Regions from separate parts of the Mus musculus genome. Here region 1 is linked to region 2. Evidence: chromatin contacts called from public HiChIP or PLAC-seq data. All regions are on one chromosome and are shown on one strand. Each heading gives the region's core, a stretch centred on a gene start, on an enhancer-like site or on the middle of the called end of the contact. The rest is flanking DNA. Distances are from core to core; before and after follow the strand shown. Region 1 overlaps Grin2b (glutamate receptor, ionotropic, NMDA2B (epsilon 2)). Region 2 overlaps Gm25136 (a long non-coding RNA gene).

The links. HiChIP or PLAC-seq counts read pairs in DNA pulled down with a chosen protein or histone mark.
Region 1: a contact with region 2 is called in an H3K4me3 HiChIP or PLAC-seq map of embryonic basal ganglia, with 3 times the contacts expected there. The contact joins two enhancer-like sites. A contact is called at or near these places in 1 of 39 promoter capture datasets (hippocampal neurons) and 4 of 115 datasets of contacts at active chromatin or transcription factors (astrocytes, embryonic basal ganglia, embryonic forebrain and 1 more).

What each region holds. Positions count from the first base shown.
Region 1 is chr6:136,163,297-136,169,461 of GRCm38.p6, forward strand. The region is part of intron 3 of Grin2b (glutamate receptor, ionotropic, NMDA2B (epsilon 2)); the gene reads right to left. Among named protein-coding and RNA genes, the nearest start is that of Gm26653, 6.6 kb to the right of the region's middle. Within about 2 kb of position 2,630, at least 24 of the 459 cell types and tissues checked have an H3K27ac peak or open chromatin away from gene starts, as enhancers often do. A contact at or near this core is called in embryonic basal ganglia and hippocampal neurons, where this site is marked.
Region 2 is chr6:135,557,502-135,563,367 of GRCm38.p6, forward strand. The region is part of intron 1 of Gm25136 (a long non-coding RNA gene); the gene reads left to right. Among named protein-coding and RNA genes, the nearest start is that of Gm25136, 34 kb to the left of the region's middle. Within about 2 kb of position 2,305, at least 97 of the 459 cell types and tissues checked have an H3K27ac peak or open chromatin away from gene starts, as enhancers often do. A contact at or near this core is called in embryonic basal ganglia and hippocampal neurons, where this site is marked.

The sequences.
Region 1 (6,165 bases), core at 1,380-3,879, 610 kb after region 2:
TGGGATTGCATGTATGTGGTGCTAAATCCAACTTCAGTTTTCTTACTTGTGTTCTGGGGCTAGAACTCAGGCTCTCGAGCTTTCCTGGCTATGCCATCTCCCCAGTCCCTTCCTGGGAGTTTTCTTTGAATGGTTTAGGGTCACATGATGATGATTCTTTTTTGGTTGCTCAGCTTTTAAAATTTGTTTTCAGTTCAGCTCTGATGCAGAACGAAGGCTAACAAAGGCTAAGGAAGGATGTAAGGTTGTATCGCCCCCGTTACTGGGTGAGGAGTCTGAGACCCAGAGCTGAAGTTTTACACACAGTCGTGAAGCAAGGAGCAGCACAGACACAAATATAAATTTCTCCCCCAAGACCACCTGCTCAGTCATCTGCTGGATAATGAGACTGAACCCCACAAAGACGCCTGACTTACAAAGGGGGTGACCTGTGCTCCCAAGATCTGTGGCGCAGTAAGTGCCCATCACTGGCTAACTCAAGGTTTATCCTCTGCAAGTGAAGCACGAATTTAAGATTCATTGTGCAGACCTACTGTTCACACACACACACACACACACACACACACACACACACACACACACACGCTGCTTGTGATTGTCAGCATTGTGTGTGTTGTTCATCTCTGGACCAGACATGTACATACACACACACACACACACACACACACACACACACACACACAAACACACAGAGACACAAACAGACACACAGACACACACACAGAGACACACACATACACAAACACACACACACATACACAAACACACACACACACACACACATACAAATCAAGGCTACACTGGATCTAAATTGTATAACCTTTCAATGCATCTCACATTTGATGTGTTTAGTGATTCAGGCCAGTGTTCAGAGTAGGTAAGTCACCGCACCTGCAGTATGTTTGGTGTTGGTGAAGAATTAGCGTGTGTGTGTTCTGATCTCTAGCCCAGACGCTGTAATGTATATGAGCAGATCATGGCATAATAAGGGGGGAGTCTTACTTTAGAAAGCTTGGTCACTTTCACAGAGGCAAGGGAACTGTGGGAAGGGAGGATTAAAGATGCCATGTAAACCCTAGGAATGGTTCTTCCCCACTTTGCTAATAATACAATGCTTTTAAACAACAGTATTTCACTAAGTCCCATGACTCAAAAGAAATAAAAATCTCCTCATTTCCTAAAATAATCCACCCAGTTAAAGTGCTGAGAGGGTCTACAAAAAGAAGAATGAGAACTTGAAACTTGGCATTGAAAAAACAGAATTATGAATTTGCAGTCCTAGTGGGCCAGTGATCAGAGACTACTTGGGGGAGAATGAGCAGGGGTGGGAGGAGGAGGCCAGAGTAGGAGCATGTGTGGAGACACACACTGGCCTCACCACTCTGTCCTTTGGAGGTTTTTCTTTCTCTTAAGCATCCATCCCCAAGGAAGGACAAGGCCAATCACTTCTCTCTTTTTCCTGATCTGCTATTCCTTGGGTCCAGCCGAGCCTCTGCTCTACCCCATCCTCAACTAACCAGAGAAAGAATAGCTTATTGCTCTGTTTCTATTCCCTGCCCCTCCAGTCACCTTAGAACACACGACCTTTAAGTCAAGATATTTATTCACCCCTGTATCTTCATTCCCACCATACTCTTTATGTGAAATGGACCTTAAAAGTGTCTCCAGAATGAAATCTAGTCCTGGTGGCACTTGCCTAAAATCCCAGCCACTAGGGACGTTAACAGGGGAAGATCATGAGTCCAAAGCCATTGTAGACTACAGAATAAATTCAAGACCACCCTGAGTACTTGGCCTCAAAAACAGAAGTGTTTTAAATGAGTGGGAGACATACATAGGACATGCATCTTGGTGCTGAAGTGCTTATCTTACCTAGTATACATACACAAGGTCCTAGGTTGAATCCCCAATACTGCAAAAATTAAAATTAAAAGAAATCTTCAGACCAAGCTTAATAATAAGCTTTTCCTAATAAAATTAATAAATTTCACCACGTACAGAGAGATGGGGAGAGTGGGGAATGGGGACTAGAAATAGATGAAATACAACTTAGCAAAGAATCCATTCAAATTCATCTTTCCTTAAGCACCCATGTGACAGTTTAACCAAAAGGTGACCGAGATGTCACCCATCATCCCTACATCCAGGCATCCCTCAAAGTAAAAATATCTACAATATCAGGCCACTCCAATAAGGCAACTAAAATGTGTCATGGAGTGCCTGAGAATAATGGGCACCTCTGTTCTCCTCGCCCCTCTGTGCTGCTACAGAAAGCTGCTAGCGGATGAATGGTGCGGCACTCTACCTCACTACTCAAGAAACACATGGGGCCCGGCTGGTCCTTCATTCCAAGTAGCCTGGCCTGGGCTGGGATCCAGCTCTTTCCTTGGACACGAATCAGCTAACAGCTGTCCCTTTCTTTGTAATGGCCATCAATAAAGTTAGTTGCAATCCAGTGGTCTAAAATGAAAACTACATCATTTGCTCATTCTAGAGGCAAGTCTAACAAACCGGGTGAGGATTCATTAACTGTAGACTCGCCAAAGCAGAAATTAGAGAGCCTCAGCCCTCCCTCTACCCTGGTCCTTTGTGGTCAGAGTCTCGGAGCTAGGGAACCAGCACAGTCCTGCTCTGGTCCTCAGGGATGCAAGACAGGAGGATGGGTGTCTATAGCAGCCTGACTATAGCAGCCAATGCATTCTCACGGAATGGCTTGTCCTTCCTTGCCTCCAAAACTCTTGTTTGTTCTTCAAGAAACAATTCAACCACCAACTCCTTCCATGAATCCCTCCAAACCTCTTCCCCACCAACTTGCATTGAAAGGTCTTAAATAAGTGAAGGTTTCTTCACCCTGTGTCCTTGAAGACCTCCAGGATATAGCTTATCTGCTACTGCAATATGAAGAGCCAATTCTTTTTCATAGCTTGATTAATATTGCCTTTTTATCAAGTATTTATTGAATAATTGAACAGAGCATAAAACATACAGATAAATGAAATAAGGCAATTGCTGTGTGCATGAGAAAAGATAAATGGATGTTAATAAGAAATAAACTAAGAAGCAGGAGAAAATGAGAAGACAATCCATTATAAGAAAGCCCAGAAATAAGAAGGTATAGAGGAAACAAAAAAAGGGGTACTTGAGTAGAAGAATTATAAACAAAAAAAGTAGAATAAACGGATAAAATTAAACATATTTTTTCTGATTAGAAAAAAAAATAATCAAAGCAGAGATGCTGTGGATGCCACAAGATTTAATGAAGAGATTAGGCATTAACTATGATGGTGCTCAGATGTATAGTGGGTGTGGACCTGAACCTGGTCATACAAGAACTCTGACATGCTAAACTTGAATATCAGGTCTCACCAAAAACCTATCAAATCAGGATGTGCATTTTAATAGCACCCCGCAAGCCCCCATGACTTCTGTATGCAATAAAGTTTGAGATGGAATGATGTAGATATGCAAAGTGCACAAACAATCCCCAGTTCTCACTACCATCAATGGTGGATAGCAGGAAACGTCAGCATTAAGGAGCTACATAACCTTGGGACAATCACTTCCCCAGATCTCAGCTTCTTCATCTATGGGATGAGGACAGAGTAGTTGCCTACTGAGTTTCGAGTTCTTGATTACATCTCCCAGCATACCATTACCTCATTCTATACCATCAGGCAAAAAATAAATAAATAAAAAATAAAATAACAAAAAGCACCTCTGACTGATAAACACTGTGCATCCTGTCCCAGCTCATTCTCCCAGGGTTATCCCGCATCTATCAGATGCCTGTCTCTGCGTTGAGTACAAATGATTCCAAGATGAATACACATCTCTCCCTGCCCTTGGGGAGCTCGTGAGCTTCTGGGAGAAGGAAGAAGGACGCGTAAATAAGAGAAAGCAAAGGGGTCTTAGAACTTCAAATACATGCTAGTAAAACACAGAGAGGGCAAACAACCACACTGCTGGGAGCAGTGAGGAAGAGCTGTTACCAGGAGACAACAAAATCATTTGAGTTCTTCCCTGCCAACCTCAGCTGACAGGGCTAGAGAGTGACAGGATAGAAAAAAGGTACCGGAACACCAAGCAAAGCAAAGAAGGCCCCTGAGCACACCTCTCTGGTCTACACATCCTGAGAAGTTGACCCACCAGATGGGCAGGTGAATCGGGCTAATAGTCACAGACAGTTAACATCTCCACTGCATCTAGACCTCAGAAACCAGAAACCTACCTCCTCCGAGTTCTGTGTGCTCCCTCTACTGACTGTGCTCAGTTCTTAGCATCTTCAGCCTCCTGGAAGACAATACCAATTCAACCACTAATCTCTCCCTGGAGGTTTCTTCTATGGTTACAAAGAAGAGAGGCACTTTAATAAATGTAAACAATTCATTACACCAGCAACTCTTTTGATCTATATTTGTTTACATAGGAACAGTGCAGTAGTTCCCAACCGAGTACAGGGTCACGGAGACTAAAAACGGGGTTCACTGAAGGATGTAATCTCTAGGATTCTTAAGGACTGTAAAATGGCAAGGAGAAAGAAGGCAATCTTAAATTTGGCAGCCCCTACTCTTGACCCCCATCAAGATACCAAGGATGAGCTGAGAGGTCATTTGCTATCATCACCGTTCAAGAAGCAGGCCGTCATTTGGAACACCTGCATCCAACCTCCACAATGGTGAGGCCATCCCTGGATTCCATCTCTTGTGTGGCTCTAGGTGTTGATTTGAGGTCATAGTTTCTTCATGTTCAACTTCCTTTCCCCCTGCTTCCTTCTGTGTTTCACAGCCCCCAAGTATTCACTAAATGTTTACAGTAGCTGGCCAATACTGGTGAAGATGTTACCTTCATTAGATCCTTGAAGAAACCCTGCCCTTGGGTTTACCACAGCCATAAAGGAGATGAAAAATACATCTTAAAGCTTATGATAGGCCGCAGAATCCACTCAGTCCTGATTCTCCCCCCACCAAACACCAGTCACTCATTACAGCAGCCAACTTTTATCGTGTCTCTCTCAAAGGTAGCCATTGCCCCTCCCCATGCAAGCCTACGTGGAAGTTGAAGGTCTGAGAAAATGGCTGAGTTCTAAAGCCATTCTTTGGGAGACAGAAGCACAGAGACAAGACCCCTTGTTGTTCACCCTCCCTCCAGAGGAAGTCGCTCTTCTTAACCAGTCAAAAAACAAAAACCAACCAAACAAACAAACACACCTGGGGAACAAAGTAGTGACAAAAAGAACTTTTCTCTCCTCTCCTCTCCTCTCCTCTCCTCTCCTCTCCTCTCCTCTCCTCTCCTCTCCTCTCCTCTCCTCTCCTCTCCTTTCTGCGATTCTCCTTACTTGTACTCTCTGCCTACATCCACCCCTGACAAAGATCACACACCATCAGTAGCAGAACAAGAATCTGCAGGTGGGCAGGCTTCCTAGAGCTGGAACCAACAAGAGAGACAAATTAGACAATTCTCTGGCATGCTCTGCTTCTGTCCCTGCACACTAGCCCCTGGAATGTCACTCCTTCCCCAGGTCCACCCTGCACTAGCATACCTAGAGCACAGAAATCGAGCCACATGTGGCTCACTCCCCTTAAAACCACATCCTTAGCCCTGCTTTCCTGGGAAGTCATAGTTTCCTATTGATGTTTCCTTAATTACAGACCACAGAGGCTCTTTCATTGCTGTCGAATGTGTTCTTCTTCATCCCACCAGTCTCACCACTCCCCATGTTGCCCATGCCACAAGGGTGAGGGCAAAAAGCAAGGAGATGAAAGGAAACCCATTCAGTGATAAGAAGCAGAGAGCTACAACAACAAACCCAGGAAGGCCCAGAATGCCACCAAGTCAAGCAGCATGGGCACTGCTCATGATGACAGGTCACAACAGAGTCCTCAAAATGGCTTGGAATACCAAAAAGCTGCAGGCCACCTGTGGCAGTGCCTCCTTGATACCTGACAAGTCTTTCCCAACTGGATCGCCTCTCTTTTCTCTCTATCTTTCTCGGCCCCTTTGACTTCTCTTCCTCTGTATTCTACTCTTTAATGTCTTCTCCTTTGCCCAGTCCTTGGGCCAACCGATGACAGCTTAGCACTTGAGTGCATCTTGCTGGCATGCATGGTTGAGACCCTGCCCAAAGTCTCCCTATTGATTTTATCACCAAAGAACATTGATTTTTTT
Region 2 (5,866 bases), core at 1,055-3,554:
CACATATTGTACATATAAACAAAAGGTGTATGAATCAAATATTTGCTCATAATAAATCAAGAGACTATCTTGAAACAGTTATTTGATATGCATGTAATTTTACTATTTGTTAAGGACAAAAGGCAAATTTGCATATGAATGAAATGGGTATGTTTGTTGGTCTAGTGCAATATGATGCAAAGACATACTAATTTGATGCTTACTTGCTGAGAAATGATAGTCTGAAAATATTAAAAGACATTATTTTCCATAATTAAACCATTATGCTTCTATAAGAACAGGAGATTTTGCATGCATGGTAAAAACACTGCATTTCATCCATATTGCAGGCTCAGATTTGAGTTGGAGGGTGTCAAAGTATCACTAGTTTGTGGGGCATGGTATGAAGGAAGGCATGTGCACATGGGCATGCAGTGTTCAGGACCAAGGCTGCAATGAAGTTGTGTGATGTAACATGGGTGATGGACTCATTACACATTTAATTTTCAATTGACTCAACCCCCTTTTCTTTTTCCTCTGACATCTACTGACGCAACTCCTTGTCAGGCCATGACCCAAGTTTGAGAATTTTGTTCTAGGACACAGCCAAGCAGGTGGCTTGTGGAATAACACTCTGGACCAGGGGCATAGGAAGGAAGTAGAAGATTCAAGATTCTCCCTAAAATAATTAGAAGAGAGAAACCCATCCAGATGAAGAAATTTAATCCAACCAGATGCAGGAGGGACATCCTACCCAGTGAGAAGCCAGGTAGAGGATTGGGTGCCAAGTAATTCTTTAGCTTTGGTGGAACTTGTGGTTGGTGCATGGAAAGAGGTCGGTTACAGGATACCACACACACATACACACACACATACACACACACACACACACACACACACACACACACACACACACACACACCAGCTCCAGGAAAGGGGGTTGGCTTTGGTCTCAGAGTCTTTTTTTTTTTTTTTTTGTCATGACAGTGTCATCTTAAGGTCTGGGTAACCCTGCCTCCTCCTCCCAGGCTTGCTCCTTGGAGGTCACTAAACAGTCTACTCTTGCCATTCCACAGGGAGGGAGAGGTCTTGGTTCCCCCTGCCCAAAGAATGACCTTGCTCACCCATTCACCTAGAGCACTGTGGTCAGTCACATTTTATATCTGAAACAGACCCCATGGTGGAAAGAGCTCCAGGGTTGTTCCAGCACTTTCGCTGGCTTCTTGCCATGATCATACTCAAGGGCTCCATAGAAATAGAATTCTGAAGATGTGGATCAGCCTTACAACCACAGTGAAGCACAAGAAAGATCAAAACAGAGCGTGTCTGATGTAGATGTTGTCAGATTGGCCCTCAGTCTGAAACCTTAATGGCTGGAAATATCTTTCCTAAGTAGCTTCCAAACACTACTATTTGCAACTCATCGGTCTCTATAACTAAGGCCTTGATGACTGCTCTATTCAAAGGGGACCCAGGTGCCACACCAGTAAATGGCATATAAATGTGACTGAGGGCAGGTGTTGAAGGTTTCTAAGGGCAGGGAAGGTTGAGCGGGTGTTGACAGGAAGATGAGCACAATGGGGGTTATGTATAGGAAGGCCTGTCACAGGAAGCTGCTATCTCCTCCTCTTCTTCCTTCTCCTTTCCTCCTCTTTCCTCTCCTCCTCTCATTTTTCCTCTTCTCTCTCCTTCTCTCCCTCCCCCTCCTCATTTTCTTTGTGACATTGTTGACAGAACTAGGGCATCCCACATACTGGCCCAGTGGTCCACCAGGTTTTCAAAACAAGGAGTTTTTATTTTGAGGTAAGTTTTCATTAAAGAGCCCAGGATGTCTTGAACTTGCTGTCCTCCTGCCTCGGCCTCCTAAGCACTCATGGTTACCAGTGTGCATCACTAGGCCTGGCTGCTTGTCTTTGGTTTTACTTGTTCAGCTCAGGTTCAGTGGGAAGAAAGAAGAGCCCACATTAGTAAGCTCAGATGCCTTCAGTCCCTGACCGCAGGCAGAGGCTGGGAACTGCCCTTGGCCTAGGCTTCAGCGTCAATGTTTTCAGACCCATCTGGGAGGCTTTGTTGCTGACTCAGGCCTGCGCTAATGGAGTGCTGGCTCTCCTGGATCCCACCCAGAGACTTTCCTACCCCCACTAGTCAGCAGTGCCCTATACCAGCAAATGTACAGGGAACAGGTGCCTGGCCCTCTGTACTGCCTGTCCTGGCAAGCTGGGAGTCTGGCTGGCACGGTGCCCAGCTCATTTCCAAGAGCTGCTAGCTAGATATTTACTGGGAGGGAGTCTTGGCAAGAGGAGGCAGCTGGGCAGAAATGCTGCCCGGGCCCTTTCACCCACTGCACTGTGGCAACACAGGTTTAATGCCCTGGTGGAGTTTGGTTTATGACACTATATTGGCGAGCTTATTCCTCAGGCTGCTCCTAGTAGAATAACCGTAGCGAAGTCATGCGGCACCTCCATCACTAGAGGCAAGACGGAATGCTCATTATATTTCCCTAACTCGAAAGCGGGGGGAAATTTGATTTATTTTAGAGCTAATCCATCACCCTCTGGCGCCCTTTCAAGACAGGCCTTGGGCATAATTGCAGGATCTGGAGAACGGAGAAGTCAAGTCCAATTTATTCCATTAACGTTTTAAAAAACATTTAATTACGATAAAAACTGAAAAGCATTTAATATGAACAGGACCAGAGTTTTATCTTCTCCGAGTGTTCATCCCACCAATCATTGTCTTCCTGCTGTCGCTGGCACGTTATAGCTTCATTCACCGACTTTGATGGTTCCCAGGAGCTAGGGGGCCTAGCTGGCTGTGGCCAGGAACACAGATGTGGGATCTGTTTTGTTCACTACCTCTCTGTGGTCCCAAATCCATCCTTTCCTTTCTGAATGGTCAGTATATTTTCTTTCCTCTTCTTTTCCCTAGGCGGAGAAAAGGGGAAGGGCAGCCGGGGAAGGTCAGGGTAGGTGCTCTGAGCAGGACCCTAGTCAGTGCTTGACACTCTGCAGCTGTGGGAGACTCGCAGCCAGGTACACAAAATTTGAAGAAGGAGGTTAAGTGTGGAGGCACAGTATTTTGTAAGATTTCTTCATACTTATTTTTGTAAAGAACCTCAGAGTTGGTTCAAGACACCCCCAAAACAAACTCTCAGCACAAAATAGATTTATTTGTCCTGGAGGGACAAAGGGCAGAGAATAAGAGATGAAGACAGGAGCTAGAAGATGAGGGAGAGGGGGGTAGAACTATTTGTCCCCCAGTGGGATAAAGAGCTCCCTCTAGATAGAGAAGAGACAGACATGGCCCATAGTCAGATGATGGGTTTTAAAGATAAAGCAGGAAACCCTGTGTTAAGATGAGTTGTTTAATTGTAATTGGGCATGTTAGTTGTGGGGCCAAGGGGAGTTTTTGATTGCTGGACTTCAATATTTTGATAGCTGGATCTTGGTAGTCCGTCTCAGGAGGAGGAATTGACCAAATAAGGGGATAGATCTTGGTAGGTAGCTTTAGGGACGTCATCTCATGGTTTTTAGCAAGGCAGAGGGAATGGGGGAGAAGGACAAGGCCTGACAGAGCCATGTTTGTCATGTCCCAGCTGCCTAGAGACTAGGTATTGATTTCACTCTTAATTTATTATTGGATTGTGGAGGGCAGACTAACAGCCCCCCCCCCCAAAAAAGATGTCCATCTCCTGGTCCTCAAGATCTGTCAAATTAGGTGCTTCACTCAATTCAAAGAGAATAAAGGTCCAGGTGGTTTCAAATCCATTCTCTTCAGGACAGGGATCATAAGCTCCATTCTCTAGGCAGGCTGTTGCATTCGGATGGATTAGTTTTTGCTTTTGTTTTGCTGGCCCTGGGGGTTGAACCTAGGACTTTATGTATATCAGGTAAATGCTCTTTCATTACACTATATTCTTTTCCCCACTCTGGGCCTTCTGCTCTCTTTTATAAACAGGTTACACAGAATACCTGGTCTTGGACATGCATCCATCCTGCGTCAGCCTCCTGAGTAGATGGACTTACAGTCCTGTGCCACCAGTCCTGGCTATAGTGACTCTTAAACATGCAAGAAGCAGAGGACAGGCTTCTTGCGAGTTGTATGAAGACTCAGTCTTCCTTTGTTACCTATAGGGACAAGGGGAGGTGGCTCAAGCCAGGAATGGTGGGATCTAGAGCAGGATAAGTCAGCAGAGTGAGGCTCTGCAGATCACAGGCCACACCCTGGTCTTAGCCCGTGGGACTTGGGTTGGGATCCACATGTAGAGAACTACAGGATACTAAGTCTGGGTTTTACCAAAATCAGCTCACAGGACTTGGGAACTTGTCCTGGTAAGTCACCACCACTGGCAAAACATTTGTTTCTGAGCATCTGCCAGAGGCATTGTGTTGGGAACCTGGCCATTGCCTGCAATGAGCCCAGAGAAGATGCTATAGCTTAGTGCTCATGGAGGGTCTGGACAGGAAGGGATTCTGAGACCTGGGTGGAGCTGCTCAGCCACCTACACTTCTACCAGAATAAACTGGGAGAGTTTCCGTTAAGGTCTCTGAGCTCTGTAGATTACAATAGCTACAATAATGCTGCATTATAGCTGCTATGAAGAGTAAGTTAATATTTTCAGATACATGTAACCACGCCTGGCATAGAGAAAAGAACGTTACTTATTATCTGTCTTTATTGTTGCTATTTTCAGGAAAGAATTCAGGGACAAAATATACTTTAGGGAGGGGCGAGGTTGGCTAATGAAATAATCAAGCACTTCCTCTATATAAACTATGTGATGAGCACATGTTTTCATAATGCTAAGATTGAGTATCAGATCCATTTTCCAGGAGCAGAAACTGAGGCTTAGGAAGGTTAAGTAACCTAATTAACAAAGTTAGACTCAAAGCAGGGGTGAAAACCTGTTTCTTCTGCTTTTAACCAGTGCATTTATTTAAATAACTGCCTAACAGCAGGGATGAGTGCACACTGGAAGGAAATCAAGAGAGGCAGATGGTTTAATCAAAAGGCAGCTTGGTATGATGGAGTAACTAACCAAGGATCAGGCTGAGAAGTGAGCAGGGGCCAGACAATGATGACCTTGAACAATAGGTGATGGGGCTGGAAAGTTTAATCTTCAGGGAAGAGAAATTCACAGAAGGCGAACAAATAGAAGTGTAGACTGTGAGTACGGCAGACAGGTCTCAGACAGGGAGTGTTCTAGATACAGACAAATCAGGTGGATTTTATCCTAATGTTGTTGCAGCCAGCGTCTACAAAACATCTCTCCTCTCTTAGCTGATGTGAGGAATATATAGATGACTGAAAGGAGGTATCACCTGGACCTGCTGTGATTGGCTGACAGTAGGAGAAGTAGGGGAAGAGGGGGAGGGGGAAGGAGAAGGAGGAAGAAGGAGGAGGGTGTTGACAAGGAGGGGGAGGAGGAAGGAGGACGTTGATGATGATGATGAGGAGCATGAAGAGGAGGAGGAGGAGAAGGAAGAGTGCACAGAGAACAAAGATTTCGTCAGGAAAGACGTGGTACTTAGCCTTCTTGTGGAATGGCTCTGAGGTAAGCAAGGACTTGGAAGGCTAGACTCAAGTCTTATCTTGATGACTAGTTCTGTGGTCCTTGGCTGGTATGTGTGCGGTCACCCTATCTCACCCCATCTCTCCATGTCTCCGTTCCTTCATGTATCAGTAATAAGCTGCATCTCATGTGGTTATGCCTGTCCTCCTGCCTCAGGGAAATGCCCAAGGAGGTTCATTAGAGACTGTAGCAGGGACAGCACTTCCCTGGTGACAGGCTGAGCTCACTTCTCACTGGTTGCTACTCACCTGGAAGGAGCTTGCCCAGGATGGACCTCGTCCCATCTCTAATTTTTGATGAAAGTACGAGGCTTGA